Linked DNA regions of Pan troglodytes: region 1 is linked to region 2. Evidence: chromatin contacts called from public HiChIP or PLAC-seq data. All regions are on one chromosome and are shown on one strand. The core of a region is the stretch at or near the end of the contact, and the rest is flanking DNA. Distances in the headings are between cores, read along the strand shown.

The links. HiChIP or PLAC-seq counts read pairs in DNA pulled down with a chosen protein or histone mark.
Region 1: a contact with region 2 is called in an H3K4me3 HiChIP or PLAC-seq map of stem cell-derived excitatory neurons, with 11 times the contacts expected there. The contact joins the promoter of SH3BGRL2 here to the promoter of PHIP in region 2. A contact is called at or near these places in 1 of 7 Hi-C or Micro-C datasets (stem cell-derived neural progenitor cells) and 1 of 1 datasets of contacts at active chromatin or transcription factors (stem cell-derived excitatory neurons).

What each region holds. Positions count from the first base shown.
Region 1 is chr5:91,534,382-91,540,577 of NHGRI_mPanTro3-v2.0_pri, forward strand. It overlaps SH3BGRL2 (SH3 domain binding glutamate rich protein like 2), which reads left to right and starts at 4,038. Exons shown (of 6, transcript XM_016955901.4): 1 at 4,038-4,161; 2 at 5,159-5,274. The coding sequence starts at 5,195. LCA5 (lebercilin LCA5) reads right to left here and starts at 3,880. Exons shown (of 8, transcript XM_527439.8): 1 at 3,615-3,880.
Region 2 is chr5:91,044,540-91,050,629 of NHGRI_mPanTro3-v2.0_pri, forward strand. PHIP (pleckstrin homology domain interacting protein) reads right to left here and starts at 4,302. Exons shown (of 40, transcript XM_016955892.4): 1 at 3,992-4,302; 2 at 3,818-3,876; 3 at 3,663-3,692; 4 at 3,411-3,470. The coding sequence starts at 4,031.

The DNA.
Region 1 (6,196 bases), core at 2,788-5,287, 490 kb after region 2:
AATACTTGACATTGTTCATCCAAAAGTAAACTCTCCTTTAAAAAAAAAAAAAAGTAAAAAGTCCCAAACAGTACAAATTACACATAACAGGTCAAAAAAAAAAAAAGAAGATAACCTAAAGATCCTCGAGTGCCAGAAGTTTCTTTTATCTCTGATTACAAATGAATCAGAAAACAAATCTAAGCTGTAGAGTCCATTGTATATAAATATCATAATGATATCTAATTCGTCTGACTCTAAGAAACCATCTTAGTTTTAAGAAAAAAAACTGTAAAATCAACAAACCGTTAATTTCCTGACATATCCCTGTGCTCAGCTTCTTTAGATAAAACATTGCTGACTGGCTACCTTTGCTACCAGCAAAAGAGTTCACAAAACAGACAACTAGGCAAATAAAATGTAAATAAACTTCAGTGAGAAAGATATAAATAAGGACATTTCTCCTCCCCGCAAAAAAGATGAGATAAAAGTAAAAACCATATTGCTACATTTGGTTTTTCTCCTTTGTGGAAGAGGAGCAGTTACACTGTAACTGCTCCTCTTCCACAAAGGAGAAATGAAGTAAAGTGTTCCACTCTTCTAATAACATGTCCCCACGTATTTATAAGCATTTTCCTTATTATACTACTTATCTGCATAATCTTGCTTAAAAACCAAACTATTTTTATTTAAAAATAAAACAAAAAATAAAGTTTGGATTTAAAGTATGATCAAATATGATCAATCAGATCACAGTAAATGCTACATTTGAAATGTAAGACATAATCAGCTTATTTTAAACATTTTAAACAATGGATCAAATTAAAACATCTTAAGTACAGTACATATTCCCAAAGTTTAGTCAGTCAAATGAAAACATCCTAAGATGTTCATTCATTCATTCATTTATAAGACATTTACTGAACACCTATGAAATGTCAGGCGCTAGATTATAGATGGAGCTGAAGATACAAAAATGAGTAAAATACAACTGATCCCTTACCGTTAAGTAATTCCCAACCAAGAGGAAAAAAAAATAATGCGACAGTCTATAAGTACTAATGATAAAAGGAAGCAGAGAAAGCTTAGTAAACTCAGAACTAAGATTAGAGGACAGAGGGAGTTTGAGAAGGTTTCTAGAGGAGATAATGCCTAAATTGAGTCTTACGGTATTAGCAGAGGTTAAGCACAATTATAATTTCATGGATGTGTGTGTTTGAAAAGTGGGGTGGTAAATGAGGTTAGAAAAAGAAGACAGTGAAGTACGACCCTGTTTCAATAAGAGGATGCAGCATTTGCAAAAGTAAAAGGCATTAGATAAGCATGGCATATCACCAAACTGCAAATACTTTACAACTGTGCTGTCCAATACAGTGGCTCCTGAGCACCTCAAATGTAGCTATTCAGAATTGGCATATGCGGCAAGTGTAAAATACATGTGGAATTTTGAAAACTTAGTACATAAAACAGACCATAAAATAGCTCTTCTATAATCTTTCTTACATTGACATATGCTAAAATAATATTCTGGATATATGTGACTTAAAATACATTAAAATTTCACCTGTATTTTATTGTGTGTCTACTGAAAAAAATGGATATAGCTCACATTCTATTTCAAATGGACAATGCTAGTTTAAAAGGATGGCACTGGCTGGGGAGTAGTGCTAAAGTAATAATAAGTGGGACTGGATCGGGTGGAAGATAATATCACAAGAAGAATCTCTATGTCATTAATAAGTTGGTTGGAAACCAAGGCTCTTCAGTAGGGTTAATATTATCAGATCTGACATTCGCAAGGATCCATCTCCAATCTAAGAATTGGAGGGCAGGAAAGCTGGAGGAAGAATATCAATTGGTCTCGATAATCACTGACAGTGTTTTGAAAGTAGTATAACTAGAGATACAGAGTACAGAACTGATTCCAGAAATGTTTTTCAAGTAAGATAAACTACACTTGGTGACAGATTAAATATGAAGTCTGAGAACAGAGAAGAACTTGAGTAAATTCCGAAGTTTTGGGCTTGCAAAATTAGGAGAATGTGGTATTCAAGCAGGACAGCTTTGGCAGGGGAAGGTGATGGGTTCAATATTGGACATACTGAGTTTGGGATGCCTACGGATAGGAAATTTATGTGGAAATACCAAAAATTAGCTACAAAAGTTTGACAGTAACTCAAAAGTTCCAGATCAGAAATAAAAAATTGGGAGAGTGTTAAGAAAACACAAATAGTGTAAGCCAAAGGAGAGGAATAACACAGCCAAGAACACAGAGTAAAAAATAGAAGACGGAAGACCGAAGACTGGATTATTGGGAAAAACAATAATGAAATATGGTGAGCCGAGGAAGAAGATCCCACAAAGGAGTTGAAGAATGACAGGCAGAAGAAGAACCCAAGAGAAGGGTAGCATCTTTATTTTAATGGGCTTCCATTGTGTCCTACAGAATTATAGTTCCACAATATGTGTAACGGAAGAGATGTGACTGACAAAAGAAGAAAAATCTCTTTTCCAAAGTCACAAACTACTTTTTGATATTTAAAATGATACTTTGTCAACTTAGAGAATCAAAACAAACTATTATTTCCTATAACTTATTTGGATAAACATACTAGCTAACATGGGAAATCACAAAGTGAAATATTTAAAATGGTAATATAGAATTTAAATGTGTAACAACTGGAAAAAACATAGATTAAAATAACCATGCAAAAGAAAGAGGGAATAAGTAAAGAACTGGAAACATCGGTTTTACCATTCTAAAAAACATACAGCCACTCCCTCTGCCAGAAACTAAATGATGACTTCTGATTCCAAAGATATCTCTAACGCAAGTTCTTAACGTGAAGATAAAGGAGGGGAATAAATATGTATGTGCCCAAGTATACTTTCCAAAGAACAAAGTGAACAAAAAAGGGGTTTATATCAGATGAACTGGACCAGGGCTCTTCACTGTTAAACACTATCCCACGGTCTACCTAAAGTAAACATCACGTATCTGAGTACCGACTCCAACTTGAGTATGCCAAAAAGGCACTTTCTTTTTTCTTTTATTTGTAACCATCTTTACTCCTCTCATCCCATCCCTGAAGGATGTATAGAATTATCACAGCCTGGACAAGTACGGCTTTCCACTCTAACCACAGTTTTAATAATAACACATCTATTATTATCCGAGAGCTACCAAAGCCTCCTTTTCCGTCTTGGCCCTTGGCCCTGCCCCTCCTCTCTAGTCTTGAGTCTCCAAGGGCCTCCGGGGTTTTTGTTTTGTTTGTTTTAATAACAACCACTTCTCTAGATCCGCCAGCTCCCTTTCTTCTCTTCTCGGTCCCAGGAAGTAAATACCCTTTCCCAGCTCCTCTCCTCCTAACTTTCCAGTCCCCCCAGTGCCGGTCAACCTCCCTTCCTCGGGACCCTCTCAGGAGCCGAGCTCTTTACTCATTTTCCTAGGTCTTCCTTCTCCTCGCGGTCCCTACATCCTCCCCCATCCCTAATCCCTTCATCGTCCCCGCTTTAAGAACCACCCGCAGGCTCCCATCCACGAACGCCCCTTCGCTAGCTCCCCGACGCTTCAACCCAGCCTCACCTCGCACCTCCACCTCCCCCGCCGTCTCCACGCCCACTTCAAAGCCCACCTCCAACCCGCCGGCTCTTCAGCAGAGCCGATGCGGCGTCCCGCCTCCTTGCCTTCCCTCTTAGGACCGAACTCCCAGCTGGGGCCTCGGCGTCTGACCGCCAAAGAGCGGGTGCCTGGTTCCTGCGGAGGCTGCCGGGCGGGTGCCGAGGTTGCCGAGATGCGGGAGGTTTGAACACAAGGATGGGAGAGAGGCGAGGACCGGGGCTCCTGGGTGGCAGCGGAGGTAACCTGGGCTCCAGGGTAACGGAGGCGGAGGCCTAGACTGCACTACGGTGAGACCGCAGCCAATCATGATGACTCTACCCGAGCTCCCATTGGCTTCTGTCTCCAGACGGCTCTTTTTATTGGCTTCAGTGGAACTGGAAGGCGGGACGGCGAGTGCGGGAGAAGGTCTCCATTGGCCGACCGCTCTAGCTGTAGCGGAGACCCCAAGTAGGGAAATTGGGGCAAAACGCGGAGCGCTCCAGGCTCCTACGGGCTGTGCGGTGCGAAGGCTCGATAGCTGAGCGTCGTGGGCTCCGAGAGGGACGCGGGCGGAGGGCAAAGTGGGTTCATGATATGAATTGTAAAATTGGCGACTGCGTAATGTAAAACACTTAACAATTGCTTAGATTTCCTTTGGGAAATAACTTGCTTTTAAATTGTAAACAAATTACAAACAAACTGCTAGTGCTTCTGGGTCTTCTTACCGAAATGGCTGATTCAGGAGGATGCGGGGTGAGTGCACTATTGTTCCTGCCTCGAGATCCTGGCCGTGAATCACCAACGAGCCGTGAGTTTGGCTTGAAAGTGATTTTTAGGTTTTGGAACGGGTTTGGGGTGGAATGGCATCTGAAATATTTGCACACAAGTTTTTTTTTTTTTTTTTAAGGAACGTTTTGAGGAGCATGTCAGCCTATTGAGCCCTGATGTGTGACATATTTTCTCTTTTAGAAATGGCATTAATTGCGGGAGACAGGGAAGGTAAAAAAAAAAAATCCTCTTTCGTGAGGGCTTTAAACTGCTCCGAGCCATCTGATTATCAAGGTGGTTTAACACTACTCTGGTGTTCTCACTATTGTTAATTTCTCACTGGCCTTTACCACCATTCTGTAGAGAATCTAATATTTGAAGGCAAATGCGTTTAATGAATCTTCTAACCATGAAGATTGGTAATTCCTGCTTCTCGCTTAACCTCGTTTTTCCACCTTTGCACTGTTTCAAAGCTTTCATTTTATCCTGTCAATACATTTTACTTCAAGTTACAGACTAACCCACCCAAACAATATTGTGATTAAATGTAATTTTCTGTATGCGAAATATATCTGTACAAGATGGCAGTCATCTGTTAGTGAAAATAAGATGAGTAATCCCTAAATTGCACGGAATTACTTTTCATCAATTCTTTAATCTATCTCTGCTGACACTGTTAAAATAGCTCACTGGTTATTATGGACTCTGTTAGAATTAACATGTAAATGTATGGGTGGATTACTTATAAAGGAAGTCGCCAGGAAGAATCAGAAAACATACCGTATTTACGTGGACAAATGTCTGTCACAGGAGCGTCAGATCAGGATTGCTGAAGGAGAGCTGAGAATGAAACCACCATTTATACAGCACTCAGAATGCTCCAGGCAGTGTAATCTCATTCCATCTTCATTCATGACTCCAGACAGGTATTGTTATTCATTGTTTATACTTGAGAAAGCAGATTCAGAGAAGTTAAAGTATCTACCACAAGGTACGAAAGTAGTAAGTAGTAATGCCAGAGTACAAGCCTAGGTCTGCTTCCAAATTTCGTGGTTTCGGATTTAGTGCCTTCATTGTGTTTCACCTACAGGTTAAGAAGTTGTTGGTAAGCAAGAAAATATTTAAGACGCTGGGAGAATCCAAAAAATTGTCTAGTTGTGTGTAACATAGTCTCAGGATTCTTACAGTGTGCAATTTTATTCACCCCCTCATATTCAAAATAACAGTGTCAGTTTGACCTTGATAAAAGATTAAAAAATGTATAAATTTACAGAAGTAAAAACTAGTTTATTGAATTACCATTTTAAAAGGTTACCCCAAAATATGAGAAAGCAGTTTTAAAAGTTTTATGACATTACATGGTTTTATATATTATTTTTGATAGGGCTAGAATTTTCTAAGATACCATTTGACATTTTATTTCAGTACCACACAGGATTCTGCTTTTCAGAAATAAAGGAAACAAAGTTATCAAAACCACATTTATATTTCTGCCACTTGAAATTATAGTTAACAGAAATCAGACTCTTTTCTTGTTTTTAAAGATTTTGTTTATGAAACAAATTCTGCAATGATCATTAAGCACTTCGGAGTTTTATTTTTAATATCCTGGGCTTCTTCCATTGATACTGCAATATCTCCAGATTTGCTATATTGCTAACTGAATGTTCATTTTCTGTAGGACTTTGATTGGCTTCTTTATTGCTATATGGCAATGATGTAGATGTTATAATCTAACTAAAATATTCCTACAAATGCTTACTAGTAGGATTATTCTCATTTTCCTTTGGGGAAACTAGTGTCGAGTTTGAATGGTTTGTTAGAAGTTTCAAAAAAGTAATAGGTAGA
Region 2 (6,090 bases), core at 3,052-5,551:
CAAAGAGAAATTCCATGACTTGCCCAAGATTACCTACAGTTTAACTGTCAGCGGGGCTTAAAACCACAATCCACATCTCCTGACTCCCAATCCTTTCACTTAAAACAAACAAGCAAACAAACAAAAAAGATTTCTAATAAAGTGGAATAATTTTAAGAAAGGCAAGTATCACTATTTTACAAGGAAAAAATTAAATCATTTTAACAGATTGGCAAACATGAACTAGTTCTTGGGGGGAAAAAAGAGAAGTCTTACAAGAAAAAACGTCATCAAGAGAGTGCCAAATTCGGTAAAATGCTTGAAAATTCTGCCTCTAGATCTCGTAAATATGCAATCATCATTAAGTGACAACTAGAAAGCAGACTTAATAAACTAACTAGATTCACTATTCAAACTAAGAAATAAACAAATGACAAAGCTTTCCTTTCGTCCAAAAAAAAAGTTTTTTATTCTACAGTTTAAGAATTCTGATACTTGGAAAAAGTGCCCCTTTTCTTTAAAATAAATCTCATATTTTAAAAAATCTAAAATCTAATTAAACGTATACCATAGTACCAAAAACAACTTTTAGCTTCCTATCCAATTCCATTTACTTTGTTAAAAATGTTTTAAATCTTAAGGTAGATGGTGATAATCAGTCATGTTTTATACCAGAGACAGAAACAACCATAAGATACGACCATTTCCTTTCTCAATCACACTTGAAATGAACGCATCAATTTTAACCTGCAAACTTTTAAAACTGCTCTTAAAATTCTACTTTCCTCTTGATTAAAATTCAACCATTGCGATTGTAACTAGACTAACTACAGATGATCAGTGCCTATTTTTAAATTCACATCTACAAATATTACACCCCATTTTAAGCAGCAATAATTTGAGGTTTCCTAGAAATTTCAATGCGATGTGATATATGAGTTCTCCCATTTAAAATATTGCTCAGTTTATTAGTTAATACAACAAATCATTTCCAGGTAGAGTAGAAACTAATGACTCAACAAGTAATTTTCAAATCAATGTTAAATAAATTCAACTCGATATACAACAACGTAAAACTTTTTAAGTCAGAAGAATTAAAATAGAAAATACTGTACAAGAGACTTTGCATGTGCTGACTTAGATATTAAACAGCGAGATCTACTATTGAACAAAAAAATCCAGTGTTCCAAATGTTTTTAGACCTAACTAAATCTCAACTAAAAAGGTAAAATAAAGTTAACTCACACACCTAGATATACAGTTTGATGGATGAGAAAGCACCTCAAATGGTACCTTGCATCCAGTAGATATAGAGTAAGCAATATGCTGAATGAATGAAAAGAGAAAACGAGTCAAAGAACTCCAAGTTCTAATAAGATTTCTAAACTGTCTGATGAGTATGCCAACGTTCCTGTTCTAGTAAGGAGAAAACTCCAAGCAAGAAAAACCACTTCCATTCAAAATAGGTGAATTTTGAGCATAATACATAGATAGAAAGAATGCTTACTGTATCTTAAATCTGAGATGCAGACTAGGGATAGAAATTCACTTTACTAATAATTCCTCCCCCCACCCTCCCCCCCAAAATTAAATTAACTCAAAATCAAAATTGATAGCTCATTTTTACTGAAAAAAAAAAAAACAAAATGATATTCCTACGAGGATTAGCCATTACCATAATTTAGCCAGATAACATTAAGCTGCTTCATTTAAAAAATGTAACATTACCAAAAGATAAGAAAATGCAGCATTCCTCAGTGACTTAAGGTTAGTGGGTTTTCAAGAGATGCACAGATGTAAAAGCAGATGCAAAGACGAGTTTTGTAAAACCTGCCCCATCTTAAAAATGTATTATAATCTTTGCGATAATTTTTTCAAATATCAAGGAAGACATGTAAATTCACGAAGACTTCTATCAAATATTTGTAAACCTAAAAATTAATTTCAAATTAGTAAATCTTGGAGTTTACTTCCAGCTCCATTCACTTTGGCCAAGAATTGAATGAAAGTAACCCAAATCACTCCTTGAAAATTAACACACGTTCAGTGTGAAAATGAATACACTAATACACTGTTAAATCTCCATTAGATGTATTAAACCTCAGTACCCTTGCTTATTTCAACAGCCGTGAGCGGTTATCAACAACTTATATTAAACCACAAGAGATTTATACACAAAAGTTAGGAAATATACTACATACCAAAAAAGCGCCATTATAATCATGTCCTGCTTTCACCTCACAAAAGACACTCATTCTAAGCTCGCTGAAACTTCCCAGTCATTAGAGAAGTTCTGATGAAGTAACATTAGTAATCATAACTATCTCAAAACAGTTACAAAAGCCTCATAAAATCAACGCACTACATAAATTTCAAAGGCTTGGTGGGTCCGGTGCGACTGCTTTAACTGCCCCACACACATATTCACACAACGAACCTGTATCAGTTTAGGAGAAAGTGTTACAGAAAATATAGCTCCTTTAAAGTAACTTCCAATCACAATACTGAAGTGATAAATCCACTTCTGAAAAGCAATTTTTAAAGATTCCTAAAATACTCATTTTGACAACCCACAAAATTAAGGTTTTTAAGCTATTAAACAAAATATGTCCCAATATAAACACAACTTTCATAGGCCAAGTTCCATCCCACAGTAAATATGCGGACAAAAATCAAAACTCTTCAGTGTACTCCAATAATAATTTTTAATTAAACGAGAGGCATACCATAAGAATTAAAAAAAGCCTACTAAACTTCTGGTTTTGGGGAATTACAGGCTTTACACTTCTGCAAAGATGTGTTTTAGTAAATGCAAGGCGAAGCACTGACCAACTATCATCACACATCAGAATCCTTCCAACAAAAAACCCAGGACTGAATGTAAGGAAAACAAAATAAACGACAGAGGGGGAAAAAATAATGTCTTGCCACGGTACCGCAGCGGCTGGATAGCCTGCTTGTGAAATGCTAATGCCACTTCGGAGCAGTTAGTCACCAGCTATTGTGTAGGGCAGGAGAAAGCCGAGCCGGCCGCGCGTGCAGAGCGAGCAAGCGAACGAGCGAGCGCGCTCTCCCTCTTCGCGCCGCTCCCGCCGCCGCCGACTCTCGCGCGCCCCCGCGCCCGCACGGACGCGCGCGCCGGCCCCTCCTCCTCCGGCCTTGCACTGCACAACACTCATGACGTATCTTTATTTCTAGCACATTAACAAAATATCACAAATAAATTGTCCGCAGCCCCTGCGGCCCCGGAGTACGAGTACCCCCGGCCACTGGCCCCCGCAGACCCCGCGCCGGCCTCCCAACCCTCCCCATGGCCTTTGGAGCTTTCACGTTCTAGGGCCAAGTTTTTGTCTCTGTAAAAAATTGCGGGAAATTCAATTTTTATTCGACTCAGGGAAAAGTTTCTTTGCTCTGCGACGTGAATGTCTCACCAGATTCTGGTAGGTCCTGGGATGCTCCTTCCCGGTCCAGTCGGTGCGCCGGGGCAGCAGCTGCGGGGAGAGGACACCCCGTGAGCCCGGCCCCCGGCCCCTACCCGCCCGCTCCCCTCCCCCGCCCGCCCCGCGCCCCGGCGGGGACCCCGAGCCCCGCGCCCCGCGCCCTGGCGGCGGCGGCAGCGGCGGCGCAGCGGCCCAGAGGCGGCCGCGCGGCGGCGGGACGCGCCGGGCCGCCGCCGCCCTTACCTCCTTCTCGGCCACCTCGCGGATCAGCACCTGCAACAACAAAGCGGGGAGAGCTGAGCCCCGCGCCCCGGGCCGCGGCCCCGCCGCCGCCGCCTCCCTCCCCCACGCCCGCGAGCGGCGAGCGCCGGCCCGGCCCGCGCCGCGCGCCGCCGTACCTGAGCCGCCTGCTGACAGGGTCCATCTTCCAGGAACCGGGCGATGAGGAAGTAGAGCTCTGCGCGGGAGAGAGGGACGGGGAGACACACAGGCTGAGCGGTCGGGCGGCGGGGGGCGGGGGACCGCGGGCGGAATCGCCCGGTGCCAGCGGCCCCGGCAGCCCCCCGACTTACCCGATCGCAGCTCCGAGAGGCCTTTCCTCTCACAAGACATGTTTATGGGTCACTTCAGGGCCGCCGACGGGACACCCCGCCGCCGAGGGGAAGCGGGGACGGTGCCGCCGCCTGCCCTATAGCTGTCAGTGTGTGTTCACGAGCCGAGCTTCGGCTCCACCATTCAAGCAACGGCGGCGGAGGCGGAGGAGGAGGAGGAGGAAACAACAACTCTCAGGCAGCGGCTACGGCCGTGGCCGCCTCCGCCGCGGATCCCTCCGCCGCAGAAAGGAGTCCGCCGCCTTCGCGGCCCCGGGCTCGGCCCCGGCTCCGGCCCGCGCCCCCGCCTCCCGGCGCTAAAAAAGAGTGCCTCCGACCCGTCGTCCCCAGCGCTCCGCACGCGGCACAGTGAGACCCCCCACCCGCTCCTCCCCGCAGGGCGTGCGATTTATTTATTTATTTCCAGTCGGAGAAGATGTCGGAGCCCAAGCCGCCGGTTGGCTGGAAGGCGCTTTCTCTGTGGAGGCCGATAGTGGCAGGGAGGGGGCCGGGGACGGCTCCGCGGAGGGATCTGACGCACACGGAGCCGCAGCACAGGCTCTATTCAGCGGCGCTGGCTGGAGCTGAGATGGAAGTTAGTTTCTATGTAGCAGAAATAGGAAACAAATGAAGCAAAACTGCCCAGAGAGGGGAAATGCCCCAAGGATGGGTCTCACTCACGCGCGTACACAGACACACACGCAGAGAGCACTCTCACGCTGGGCAAGCTCGGGATCGCGCTACCCTTCCCGAGTTGAATGATAGTGTTTGGTTTCTGTCTCTTGCCATGTGCATGTGTATAAATGCTGCGGATTGGCATCTGTGTAAGTCTTGTCCTGCGTTATTTCTGCAGCCTATGCAAGTGTTGTGTAATTTATTGGAGTGCTGTATATTGCAATAGAGGTTTGGGCTGCTTTTTGTTAAGCACTTGCGTTTTGCAAACCCGTTATTTGCTGAAGCCACCTCTGCATATTTCTTTTATTACTGCCATTGCCTTTGGCGTACGTTTTTTAAATGTTTTTTATTGTTAAACGGGCAAAGCGAACTCTTGATTTGTACTTCAGATACTCTTTTTCCTTATTACAAAAAGGCTAGTGATGGCTAATTAGGTATTTGGAATTAAAGAACCTTAAAGCTTTTTTAAGTGTTTACGAGAAGGGAGAATGTAAACCTGAGGGAAAGGAAAGGACGCTAATATTCATGTCTAACTGATCTGGATGTAATTTAGTGACAGATCGATAACCTGCCGAAGGATATTGAAAGAGTATACTACAGTTTAGCCAAGGTGAATAGTGATTAAATAATTTAAATAATCTGTGTATCTTGCAGTTGACTTCGTCATGCTAATTAATGGCTTCTAATTTGAGATGTAAACCATTCCTGTTTACAGTTAATCACGGGAAGACTTCTTGAAAACTGACGAAAAGGAGGAAAAAAAAATCTTTCGTAAATTAGTATGTAATTACCGATTTTATATGCTAAATCATACATCTGTGTTTTGCTGATGAGGATAAGGGCCTTGTTTTTAAACGAATATGGGTGAAATTAATGGAAACAATAGAAAAAGCCATTTGTTAGAAAACAAGGACACCAAATGATATTTATCTCCAGATGATTTAAGCACTTTCCAAAAAGACTTGAGAGTTCAATATTTTTTAAGGATTGCATTTTAAAGGGAATTTGGATAGTCGTTCTTTTGTTAACATTTAACAAAAGATTCTCCTTAAAAATGTTAGATAATAAACTGCATTTTATGGGTCTGGTTTAAAAAGGTTATTTGTGGGGAAAGGACCAACAAGCTGTATTGTAGTTTTCTAGATTGTTTCCTCAAGCCTTGTAACCTCCTAGCTCCTTACATTCCTAGTGGGAAATACTTGCTGCAAATGCCTTGGGCTGCACTGTAAGCCCAAGTGTGCTGCACCAGTGTGATGCCCTATACTAAAACATCCAGAAATCATCATACATATGAGGAAGAAGAAATAAAGCCTCAAACCCTTTGGAATAATAGGATATAAAATTGCCTTTTGTAACCGAATCTTAAAAATGGAAGGTTACCATGACTTGTCCTATTGCAACCTGGT